Regions from separate parts of the Mus musculus genome. Here regions 2 and 3 are each linked to region 1. A link is a contact called in public ChIA-PET data. All regions are on one chromosome and are shown on one strand. Each heading gives the region's core, a stretch centred on a gene start, on an enhancer-like site or on the middle of the called end of the contact. The rest is flanking DNA. Distances are from core to core; before and after follow the strand shown.

Evidence for each region. ChIA-PET counts read pairs in DNA pulled down with a chosen protein or histone mark.
Region 2: an RNA polymerase II ChIA-PET map of memory CD8 T cells shows a contact between it and region 1, with 7 read pairs. The contact joins two enhancer-like sites. A contact is called at or near these places in 1 of 115 datasets of contacts at active chromatin or transcription factors (memory CD8 T cells) and 1 of 9 other capture datasets (pancreatic islet).
Region 3: a contact with region 1 is called in an RNA polymerase II ChIA-PET map of memory CD8 T cells, with 7 read pairs. The contact joins two enhancer-like sites. A contact is called at or near these places in 1 of 115 datasets of contacts at active chromatin or transcription factors (memory CD8 T cells) and 1 of 9 other capture datasets (pancreatic islet).

What each region holds. Positions count from the first base shown.
Region 1 is chr17:28,965,139-28,969,145 of GRCm38.p6, reverse strand. Kctd20 (potassium channel tetramerisation domain containing 20) reads right to left here. Exons shown (of 8, transcript NM_001356300.1): 8 at 1-2,494. The coding sequence ends at 2,202. Among named protein-coding and RNA genes, the nearest start is that of Kctd20, 15 kb to the right of the region's middle. Within about 2 kb of position 2,090, at least 81 of the 459 cell types and tissues checked have an H3K27ac peak or open chromatin away from gene starts, as enhancers often do. A contact at or near this core is called in memory CD8 T cells, where this site is marked.
Region 2 is chr17:29,582,607-29,586,613 of GRCm38.p6, reverse strand. All of the region lies in intron 8 of Tbc1d22b (TBC1 domain family, member 22B), which reads right to left. All of the region lies in intron 3 of Tbc1d22bos (TBC1 domain family, member 22B, opposite strand), which reads left to right. Among named protein-coding and RNA genes, the nearest start is that of Mir7667, 11 kb to the left of the region's middle. Within about 2 kb of position 2,118, at least 32 of the 459 cell types and tissues checked have an H3K27ac peak or open chromatin away from gene starts, as enhancers often do. A contact at or near this core is called in memory CD8 T cells, where this site is marked.
Region 3 is chr17:28,415,541-28,419,547 of GRCm38.p6, reverse strand. Fkbp5 (FK506 binding protein 5) reads left to right here. Exons shown (of 11, transcript NM_010220.4): 6 at 3,523-3,679. Among named protein-coding and RNA genes, the nearest start is that of Gm22146, 29 kb to the left of the region's middle. Within about 2 kb of position 1,642, at least 16 of the 459 cell types and tissues checked have an H3K27ac peak or open chromatin away from gene starts, as enhancers often do. A contact at or near this core is called in memory CD8 T cells, where this site is marked.

The DNA of each region.
Region 1 (4,007 bases), core at 841-3,340:
GCCTGTTGTACCCAGTCCCCATCTTCCTCCAATTCTGCCTTCACCCCCATTTGTTTCGTTCTGATACTGTGTCTGCAGGTGTTCCTCGTCAACTACACAAGCTGCAGCAAGGGTACACAGTAGAGTCAAGCCTCAGGGTCAGCTTTATCTTGTAAGATAATTAGAGACTCTGAGGTGTAAAGTCACCTTTCTCATCAGACTTTCTATGCACATAGCCCAGCTTACTTATTCAGGCACTTACAAAAGACACTGAGCCCCAAATCCATCTTTTTATGAGAAAAATCCTCTCTCTCACATAGCCAGTAATCAACTCAAAAGATGACTGCAATCCAGCCCTTGATTCTGCAAGGCCCCATCACTGAATAATTGGGACCAGACAGTGGCATGGAACACCTTTAATCTTAGCACTGGAGGCAGAGACAGGTGGATCTCTTGAGTTTGAGGGCAGCCTGACCTACAAAGTGAGTTCCAGGACAGCCAGGGCTACCCAGAAAAACCTTGTTTTGTAACCCCATCTTATTCCTCCCCCACACCAAAAACAAAACAAAAACAAAAGGAAAAAGTGTCCCAACTCTGGGAACAGTAGGCAAGACACCAAACTACAATGACACTGAAATGTAGGTAAGGGTGGGGCTGAGGTACAAAAAAGCTTCCCTCCCCACAAGAAGCCTATGTCTGCACACAGTCTTTCCTTTAGTTGCCACCACCCAGTGTCACTGGAGTGGCCTTTAGATTGCCTCCCAGTCAAACTCCATGGGCTGGAGTGTTGGGGTGAAGACCTAGTTCATAAAAGGCCAGAGCCAGTGAACCAACTCCGAAGGACAAAGAAAGGACCGTGCTCACACCTGAGCATTACACAGGACAGACACATAATCATTCCTGTGGCCATGGAGAAACAGGAAGCACCACTGACCCTGGGCCTGGGCTGGACAGCTGCAGGTAGGCAACCATGTAGCACCAACAAAATCAAAGCCAGACCTGGCCTCAAACACAAGCCAAGCAACTTCACAGAAGTAACCTCTTGATACAGACAACCTCAGCCCATATTCTGGATGCTGCCTCACAGACACACCAATAGTCACCACAAGCTGGAGCCACTCAGTTACCCTTCGGTTCTTTTCTAAGCAAGGAAGATCTTGCACCCATTGTGATGCCACAAGCACAGAAAACACTGTTTTAAGAGCACACTTGTTCTTCAATACTGGAGAGAGGGCTTCCAAAACCTGATTTTATTGCCATCAAGTAGTTATGCTATACATGGTCTTATGGGAGCAGCCTTCAAGAAACAACATATTCTGTAAAGAGCTTGAAGGAAACAGCTTACACACCGCCCAGGGTGGAGGACGGACTCAAAGGTGGACTTCTACCGGGAAGTAAAATAATTGCAGACATTGCTGTCAGGCTCTTGGCTCTGCAAACAGCCATGGAAATGTGAGAGGAAGGAGCTAGGGAATGATCTGGGCTGCCGTCTACCACACGTGTAAGCCTGAGCAGATAACACAACAACAAGGCCTGGACCTGATTTGGGGGATGACCACATATTACTTTCTTACCATGTTCCAGTAGCTAATGGCCTATTTAATGGACAGGCGCTGTGGCTTCCCACCAGAGGAGGGTCCAGCTGGCCCAATCTGGAGCCATTCTGCCACCTCATTTGCAAGTTTCACTTCCAAATGAAGCATCAGGCTGCCCTTCTTAGGGGGTTGGTTTGCTCCTATGTTAGTAAAAAGCAGAGCTGAGCTGGAGCTCCAGGGAATTCCCTTCGCCTGCCCCGCACCTCCCCAGGTGGGCACACCCAACCCCAGCACAGACTGTTTCTCTGACGTTTTGGTCCTTTTGCTAATAAGCAATTTGTCTGATTGTGAAACCACTCACCCGGTGTAAGAGTGGGCTGCTGTGCCGAATGTGAGGCAACAGTTCACTTCCTCTCCTGCACCAGGAGGTGAATGCAAAGATTCAACCAAGAGCACCAGACCCAAAAGCTCGTTTGCCAGGGCTGGTAAAGCTGGCCGCCTAATTACCAGAGAGCTTCTTCACCCAGCCGGAGGCAGACCCGGAAAAGGGCACAGTAACAACTCAGAAGGGAAGGAGACAGGAAGAGGCATCTCCTAACGGTGAGAAACCACAGGAGGGCAGGGAGGCCTGGTTAGGGGTACCCACACAAAGAAGAGCTCCAACAACTGGGCAGAGGCCGTTTGTCCCTAATCTTGAAAGTCATTCGGAGCCATCTGAGAGAGTGGAGCATTTAAGCGGTCAAGTTCATCTACTTGTGGTGGGTGATGCATTATTATCTCCTGGTCTTCTAAGACATCCTCTCCAGCAGCCACCAAATTAGTGAGGGATTTGCTGCGAACGCACTGGAAATCCACATGGCGACTCTTTCCTTCCTCTTTTTCCCATGACATCTGGATAAAAGGGCGCTGCACATAATTGTAGATGACTTCAGACCGCCCGCCAGGTCTCCTCTTGATCTTCTCTTTACAGGTAGGGTAACCTGCAACCAGAAAGCATACAGTGCTCACACTCCTGGCAGACTCTCCTCGCTCTACCATCTACTTCCAAGTCCAAGGACAGCAAGAAAAGCTCTGTGGCATGTGACTGGTGTCCTCCCAAGCCTCCTCTGTCCCTATAAGGGACAGGGCTGTGGGAAATAACAGGGATTCTCCCCCCCTTTTTTTTTTTTTGATTTATTTATTTATGAATATGCAAGTATACTGTATCTGTCTTCAGACACTCCAGAAAAGGGCATCAGATCTTGTTATGGATGGTTGTGAGCCACCATGTGGTTGCTGGGATTTGAACTCAGGACGTCTGAAGAGTAGTCAGTGCTCTTTCTTACCTGCTGAGCCATCTCACCAGCCCAGATTCTCCCCCTCTTAATGGAAAGGAAAGAGAATGTACTAATTCCAAGAGCTTTTAATGGTTGGAAACACCACAAAGGGACAAAACTTCCCCATGGCACAGGAACGCTGCCATCTTGTTAATGCTGTATAGAAGCCATGGTTAAGGGAAAAGCAGGGAAATGTGCAATGTTACCTCAATGGTAACAATGGTACCCTGTCCCCAGGCCTCACACACAAGGCAAAGTGAAATTATCTCAATAGTGACCTCTAACTTAAAATCCTGAGTCAGACACATGTAGCAATGAGTTCACTGCGGCGGTGATATGAGCAGGGCTCAGGGGCCCAGGCTGCACCAACTCCTGCCTCCAGCACGAAGTACCCAGACAGCCTGAGGAAAAACAGACCTCAAGTTTTATCTAAGAAAAGACAGACTGGAAAGATGGCTTATAAGTCAAGAGCATTGACTGCTCTTCCAGAGGTCTTGAGTTCAATTCCCAGCACCCACATTGGTAGCTCACAACCATCTGTAATGGGATCTGATGCCCTCTTCTGGTGTGTCTGAAGAAACCAACTGTGTACTCATATGAAGAAAATAAATAAATTTAAAAAAGAAAAAGAAAAGACAGAGTCTCACTAAATAGCCTCAGCCTGCCTGGAAACTGTGATGCAGACTAAGCTGGCCCAGAGCTCACAGAAATCTTCCTCCCCTGCCTCCCGAGGGCTGGGACTGAACCACCACAGTCGGCAAAGCTCAAATCCTTAAGCTGGTTTGTTTTTTAAGAGAATAACTTTAGATGAAAAGACGTACTCTTGCTCAGGTGAGCCCAGGTGCTCACTGGATTCACCCCAGAATCCTGTGCCCTGGGCTGAGAGCCCTGAGGGATACTCATGGCTACAACTGAAGGGCAGGCAATGCAAACCTCGGGACACACAGCAATGAAGCAGCCCCTCACTAAGTAGACTCTAAGTGTGCCGGGTCTCAAGGCTCCCGCCAGCCAAGCTCAGAGTAGTAAGCTGTGGCCAGAAACCCACCCCACCCCTTGTTGTAGAACCTCAACACTGGCCAAGCCTTTTTATGTTTGTTTTTTCAAGACAGGGTTTCTCTGTGTAGCCCTGGCTGTCCTGAAACTCCCTCTTGTAGACCAGGATGGCCTCCAACTCAGA
Region 2 (4,007 bases), core at 869-3,368, 620 kb before region 1:
CCTCTGAAGCTCCCTCCCTGCTTTGCTCTGCCCCAGTTGCCTCAGGACCTCTCAAGGCAGCCTGGAGCCCCTTCCAAGACCAAGTAAAATGAAGCTTTTTTGTTTGTGTTCTTTGTTTTTCAAGATAGGGTTTCTCTGTGTAGAGCCCTGGCTATCGTGGACTTGCTTTGTAGACTAGGCTGACCTGGAACTCAGAGAGATTTGCCTGCCTCTGCCTCCCAAGCGCTGGGTCTAAAGGCGTGTGTCATCACATCCCACAAAAATAAACTTTTCAAAACAGCAAACAAACAAGAACTCAGTATAGATGGGGCCCCTGTGGGGCAGAGAGGGAGGGGACAGAGTGGGGACCCGAAGGGAACATGAGGGCTCCTGGAGCCCTGGCGATGCTCTGAGTACCCCTGTGGGTGCTCAGAGGCTTGGGTGACAGGTGAATGCATCCACGTGTGGAAAAGAACTCAATAAAGCTCACATCTAAAGACGGAAACAAAAGGGCTGGCAAGATGGCTCAGCCTAGAGAGGCCCTTGATGTTGTGTGTAGGCCTGGGGAGCCGAGCTTGATCCCCACAACACTTGTAAAGGGTTAGAGAAAACCCTACTCCATTTGGCCTCTGTCTCTGTCTCTCTCACGCACTCACTAAAAACAATGAAAGAAGAACTTGAACCAGTGTCATGAGGCAACATGGAGCCTGCCACTGCTGTGGAGGCCCCCAGTTCCATCTCTGGTCTCCACCAGCCAGCCACATGGGGCAGAGTCAAGGAGGAACTGGAGGTGACCCTTCCTCTCAGAACAGGCCCCGTGAGAGGGAGCATCGGCCACATGGGCAGGGTGGGGTGGGGTGGGAAGTTGGGTGGGGTGATGGGAGTCGGGGTGGGGAGAGCAGCATCCACGGCACTGAGGATGTGAAGCCAGCACCCCGATTCTCCTTCCTCAGGACTCTGCTCAGAAACACTCCCCCCCACACACACACACTGCTCTATTCAAAACCCACTTCCTGCCCGGCATGGTGGTTGCATGCCTTTAGCCTCAGCATTTGGCTGAGGGTCCAGGGAAGTGGTCCTTTGAGTTCTGGGCCAGCCTTGTCTACACAGTGAGTTCCAGGATGGCCAAAGTATACAATGAGACCTTGTTTCAAAAAGATTTAACAAACAACAACAACAAAGCCCTGCTTCTTGCACCAGTGAGATGGCGGCGGATCAACAGGACTAGGTGCTGGATGCCAAACCTGAGGACCCGATCTCTGGCACACGGAGGGAGACATCCGACGATCAGGAGCTGTCCTCTGCTTGTTACACATGCACAAGCCCTGCCATCCACAGAGCAGGGCACAGCCAGGCCAGGCCAGGCTTTCTCCCTTGCTCTCAGAGCAGAGCTTGCTGTGCTTTGGAGGGCAAAGCTCAGGGCTGGAGCCCAGGGTGGCACTGCCTTTACTCGAGGGAGTGCATGCGTCTCCACGGAAAGAGCTACTGCCATCAAGCTGGGCACCTCCTGAGGGCCACAGCATCCCTTTCTACCTTGGCACCAGCAGACCCTGTAGCAAGGCAGACCTTGCCTGCACGGAGCTCTTCACCATTGTCTTCACAGAGACAATGGTGTCCCACTGTCTGGACTCAGGAGACATCAGGAACAAAATAACTTTACTTACAAAGCACCCAGCCATCTGGCCTCAGAATGTACCCGGCTGTGAGTATTCTGTCATCACAACGCAAAACAGACTATGCCAACACTTTGCAAAAACTAATATGTACTTTCCCACCCCTTTCAATTTAGCATCTGTTCCTCCCAACCATATACATAAATACATATGGGTTTTTTATTCACCCTAGGCCAGTTTTATTAGCATCTAAGAAAAAACAAGAGAGGCAGACAAGTCCAGGGAGCTTCCAGGAAAAAGGAGATGAAAAGGAAGAGAATGAGAGCTATTCTGTTTGTGGTGTAGTCTGACAAGCAGCCACATGGCAAACGGAGGGGTTTCAGGGAAGGACTGGAGAAGGCCACCCACCAGGCTTTCAAAAGCTGTGAGGGAGGCTTTTCTGAAGGTATAATGTCCACAGCAAACTGCACTGACACACACAGTTCTGATATGCTATGCGTGCCCACATCTGTGGTTAACAGTACAGCTGGGGTGGTGAGAAAGTGGAGGGGGCACTTCCTCCTCACCCACTCCCAGGTCAGGAGAGCGCCCTCATCTATTCCCAGGCAGCCAACACAAAGCACCTGGGCCCTGACCTCCAGGGCTGCAGAGAGACTTTGCTTACTTTGGGCTCAGTGTGAATGTAATCTTACGACCCCCGCTTACCCTGTAGCTGGCACATGGTTGCCTACACCGGTACGTGCTCCTCTTACGGCAGCATGAACAGCCGTAAGGCTAGTGCAGTTGCTTCCAGCTTTGACCTGTGGATACTCTTGTTCTGTCTTGTTGTTGTCTTATTTTGCCTGCCTCCCCAGTCCCTCAACTTGACTTCAGAGATGACCTGACACTGGGCACAACAGCAGAAGTGGGGTGCACTGCTCCCCAGTGGCCATGCCCGGCACAGTCCCACGAACTTCCAAGCATCCTGTGCCCAAACCATGGGATAGGAGGTCTCATTCTTCTACAAAGGAGGGGAGAACCTTCAGATTGTCTCTGGCCTCCAAACAGGAGAGTCTGCTGGAGGACAGAGAGGGAAACACTGGCAAGTGACACTGGAGAAGGTAATTCAGCTAAGGGACAGCTAAGTCCCAGGAGGACTCTATGGGACAGTATGCCTGGGGCTTAGGGAGGGTTTCTCTCTCAGGGGATGAGAGATAGGGGCACAGCGAGGCTTTAGGTTTAAAACGTTATCCCAGGAGCCCCGAGATAGAAGGGTATCTGTCACCATAACAATCTGAATTTGATTCTTGGAATCCACGTGGTGCAAAGAGATAATGAACTCTTGCAAGCTGTCCCCTGCCTCATACACACATACACATATATATACAAACGAACAGATGCATGCATAGACACAGATGCATACACACATACATATACCCAATACAAGCATACATACATACATACATTCATGTGTGTAAATACATGCACACACAAATAAATATTAAATGGTTTATTTTAATTATTGAGTTATTACTTATTTTAATAAAATATAATTACAAATTATATAAATTTTAATGTTTTATTTAAAAATGCTAAAAATTACAGCTGCTGAGATGAGGGGCTCAGAGATGGTCTTCCAGAGGCCCAGAGTTCAAATCCCAGCAACCACATGGTGGCTCACAACCATCTGTTATGGGATCGGTTGCCTTTTTCTGGTGTGGCTGAAGACAGCTAGGATATATATATATATATATATATATAAAATACATAAATCTCTTTTTTGGTTTTTTTCAAGACAGGGTTTCTCTGTGTAGTCCTGGCTGTCCTGGAACTCACTCTGTAGACCAGGCTGGCCTCAAACTCAGAAATCTGCCTGCCTCTATCTCCCAAGTGCTGGGATCAAAGGTGTGTGCCACCACTGCCTGGCAAATATATAAATCTTAAAAAAAAAAAAAAGCTGAGGTGAGGTGAGGGAGTGAGACAAGGAGCTGAACTCACAGAGCCTCACCCATCAAGCTGGAAAACCTGGGCACTGCAGCAGGTAGCTGGCAGACAGATGCTATGGAAAGGGTCTCCAAACAGGAACTGCATGGCCAAAACCTCAAGTGAGCAGTGGGGTGAAGTAGATAAAGTGAACAGAAAAGCCAAGCCTGCCAGCTCAGCGCTCCAGGTTTCCCTAAGCCAGTCTCCAGGATGGCAGGGAGGAATGAGACCCAGGAGACAGTTATGGGGTTGCAGGTGGGCCTTAGCGGAGCCATGTAACTGTAACTGCCTGGACATGCGAGAGTGACAAAGTGGATCTGAAGTCTCAGCATTTCTGAGCTCAGGGACAGGCACCGTGGCCGAGTCTGTTGCAGCATGCCTAGGCTGGAGAAGGTTCAGACAGGAGACCAACTATCACGCACAGCTTTCGGAACAGCGTTGAACAGAAGGAGC
Region 3 (4,007 bases), core at 393-2,892, 550 kb after region 1:
GTGAGGAATCGGGAATGTCACCTAAGATCTCTAATTTGTATTATTATGTATGTAAGTGTGCACGTAGAGTGAGAAGAAATGATTCCCCTCTTCTACCACTGACGCCCAGGTAATAAGATTGGGACATCAGGTGCAGGCAACCTTGGGCTAGCTGCTGATTTTCCAGACACAATTGGACAACTTAAAAAATCCACGTAACTCCATGTTCTAGGGCTCTGATGCCCTCTTCTGACCTCTGTGGGCACCTGTACATGCATAGCATATAGTCAAACACACACGTATGTAAATTAATAAAACCTTTTTTTTTCCTTTTTAGATTTTTATGTGTATATCTTTTTTTGTCTGAATGTATCCATGCAGTGCCCATGGAAGCCAGAAGAGGGCATTAGACCCCAGGAGCTGGAGGCACAGACAGTTATTACAGTTACTGGCTTCCATACAGATGCTAGGAATGGAACCCCAGCTCTGTGGCACAAGCAGCAGGTTCTCTTCCCCACTGTCTCCAGCCCCAGCAATTGCCTTCCTGCTCTGCCTTTGTCACATCCTGACTTTCTGGTTACTTTTTGCTTTCTTCTGACATTCATTCATCTTTCCTGCACACAGCGATGCTTAGCACACGGAAAGAGAATGTCTGAAATTTTTTACAGACTCTGGGAATCTCACTTAGGTCTTTGGTTTTGTTTTGTTTTTTTAAGATTTATTTATTATATGCAGCTGTTTTCAGACACACCAGAAGAGGGTATGGGATCCCATTACAGATGGTTGTGAACCACCCTGTGGTTGCTGGGAATTGAACTCAGGACCTCTGGAAGAGCAGTCAGTCAGTCTGCTGAGCCCTCTCTCCAGCCCCCTGTTGTGGATAGCCCTGGGGCTAATTATATTTGTTAATTCTGTTCTCCTGTGAGTAGTTTAGAACAAGGAATGAGTCAGCACTCAGGTGATTTCCTGTAAACCTGCTTCCCACCTTAATTTGTAAAATAAAGGAGAGCTGATGATTGGGCAGATAAAGGGAAGGTGGAGAGGAAGGTGAGAAGAGAAGAAGGAGAAAATGGGAGAGAGAGAGGATGCAGAGGAGGAGAAAGAAGAAAAGCGGAGTAGAAGCACATGGTCTGGAGAAACCGCAAGTTCTTTTTTTTTTTCCACTTTTTATTAGGTATTTAGCTCATTTACGTTTCCAATGCTATACCAAAAGTCCCCCATACGCACCCACCCGAAACCGCAAGTTCTAAGGGATCTCTTAGATGGAGAAGATGGCAGTGTAGCGGTAGATCTGCCCAAACTAGGCACACATCATGTATTCATATTAATTGAGTTGTGTTTTCATTGCCGGAGCATATTTGGGTTAGAGAAATTTACCGCAACAGCCCCCCTCCCCACACACTTAAGATTTTTAATTACACTTTTATATATTATGTAGATAAGCTTGTACATAGAGGTAAGACATTCCACTCTGCAAATCAGGAAACTGATTGGGGATCCTTTGCAGAAGTCTGGATTTCCTGTTTTGAAAACACATTCAGATTTGATCAACCAAAAGCCACAACAAATGTAGTTATAATTTCCTCCGTGCTGAAGGCACTCCATTGTAGGGAGGAAGGTGATGGTGTGACAGTAGACCTCAGTTCTCTTCCCTCGAAAGTCTGTTCAGTTGGCAGTGCCCAGACTGATAAATCTCAGTACCAAAGAGCTGCTTCCGTGGCTCGGCAGGAGTTCCTGCACTCACGGACAGCACCATCCATTAGTCTAAATTCAGTTATCTGGACAAATTTAAAAACAGTAGTTACATGAACTTATAGTTTTGTTTGATTGGTTCTTCCATGTATATTTATTTATTGTGGTTGTTGGGACGGAGCTCAGGCTCTGTACCTGTTAGGCAGGTCCCTAGCACCAAGCTACACTTCTTTCCCTGCCTCTCCCTTTACCTCTCATCCTTAGGTAGGCTATGGCTGTCTGAAGACCTGGGCCTACAGGCCCAAGTCAGGCTCAGCTTAGACACCTAACCTAAGAACCAGGAGACACCACCTCTTCTCCACAGAGAACCCCATAAGCCTCAGGGTGTGCCCAAGCCTCTGATGCTCACACTTTACAATATGGTTAATTCTTTGTTTAAACTAGAAGATGCTGTTGACTGCATCTGCTGCCACCCAGCTGGGTGCCTCTGTGCTGTATGCAGCCTGCCTTGGTTTTGTTTTTTGTTTTTCCTGTTGTATGTGCACTAAAAGTGGGGGGGGGGGGCTGTAAGTTAGCTGTTTTATCTAGAACATTCCAAAAGTTAATATAATATATAGAAGTCATCATATAAATGAGTATGGCTATAAAACAAGAGACAGTAGGCGACATCTGAGAGCTAGGCTGCTGTAGCCTTTGTCTTGTAGGAACTGACTTAGGATTTGACTTGACAGCAGTAAGAGCAGCCAAGATGGTGTCTTTCCTAGCTTTAGTGCGACTCTGAGGTCCTGATGTATAGCTTACGGCTGTTTATCTTCCAAATTTTCTCTCATTTCTCAGGCCTAGACTAATGGTGATCCGCTCAGATGATTAATTAATTAATGTGGAATTAGCTTTGAAGCTAGTTTCCAGGACGAAACAGTCATAGACTTTGAGGGCTTTTAACAGACTGTTGAGATCAGATAGTAAAAGTAGAGTAAGTTGTAATTGGATTGCTTGGAAGATGATAGTATGGAACTAATGTTTAAGAGAGGGTGGTTTCTCAAGACTAAGGCAAATTACTGGCCCAAAATAAGTTAAGCGGCCTTGTCAAGAAATATTTTAGGAAATTACTATATTTGAGGTAGAAACTACTCTTCTTGTCAAAGAGAGATCATGGTGCCTATCGAACTATCTCACAAGCCGTCCATTTTTCTTACTGAGTAAAAGGCCTAATTGAAAAGGCACATAGCATGAGTATTACAAGTAGTTGAGCTGGGGGGTCACTTAGTGCTTGAGTGATGGCCTTATTGCACAAGTCCCTGGAGTCTCCATGACCACACAAGAGAACTGGATACATGCCTATAGTACTAATGCGCTTGGAATACAGGGGCAAGAGCAAGAAGAGTTTCAGGCCAGCCTGAGCACGTGACCTTCATCTAACATGTATGCAGTATTGGAGAGCTAGCATGGAGACCTTCATCTAACGTGTACAGTATTGGAGAGCTAGCATGGAGTCCTAGGCTTTATTTCTTGCTTATATACTTTTTCCCAAGCATCTCAAACCAAAATACTGTCACAGATGGTTAAGCCATTGTATGTATTCAATACTAGATATATGGCATTCTCCTAATGGTGTGTTTAAATGAGCTAGTGTATCTTGACTCTGTGTCACAGATAAGAAAATAAGTATACATTTAACTTAAAATGGAAAAACTTTTGTTCTTAAACTTTCAGACTAGGTGGGCAAAGCTTCCAGAAGACACTGTGTGTCTTATGAACTGCAGGGGAAGTAGTGTTACTGCACTGTGGGCCAGTCACTTGGCAGGCAGTGCTGAGGGGTGGCTTGTGACTGTCCTGTGTCCTCACCCTCAGTCCACCTGGAAGGCTGCTGTGGTGGAAGGACATTTGATTGCCGAGATGTGGTGTTCGTTGTTGGGGAAGGAGAAGACCACGACATTCCGATTGGGATCGACAAAGCCCTGGTGAAGATGCAGAGAGAAGAACAGTGTATTCTATATCTTGGACCACGGTAAGACGTGAGCGCCCGTTTCAGTGCAGTGCAGCCCGGCCGCCTGAAGACCAAGGACTGCTTGCTCACTCTCATTCTCACTCTCTCAGTGCCTTGTTGGCGCAGGGAAGCCATTGCATTGAGTTGTGTGATGGTTAGTCTGAAACTTGGGGCCTCACACCACCATAGAAGTTTGCGAGTGAGTTGGCTCAGCTGGAGTATATCTAAGAATAGGACTATCAGTGTAGCCTTGATTTTGATTTGTTTAGCTGCCAGGATGCCACATCAGCAAAGATTGACTTGATCCTGTGGCTCTCCTGCTCTGCTTTTCTCTGAATTCAGCGAGGGC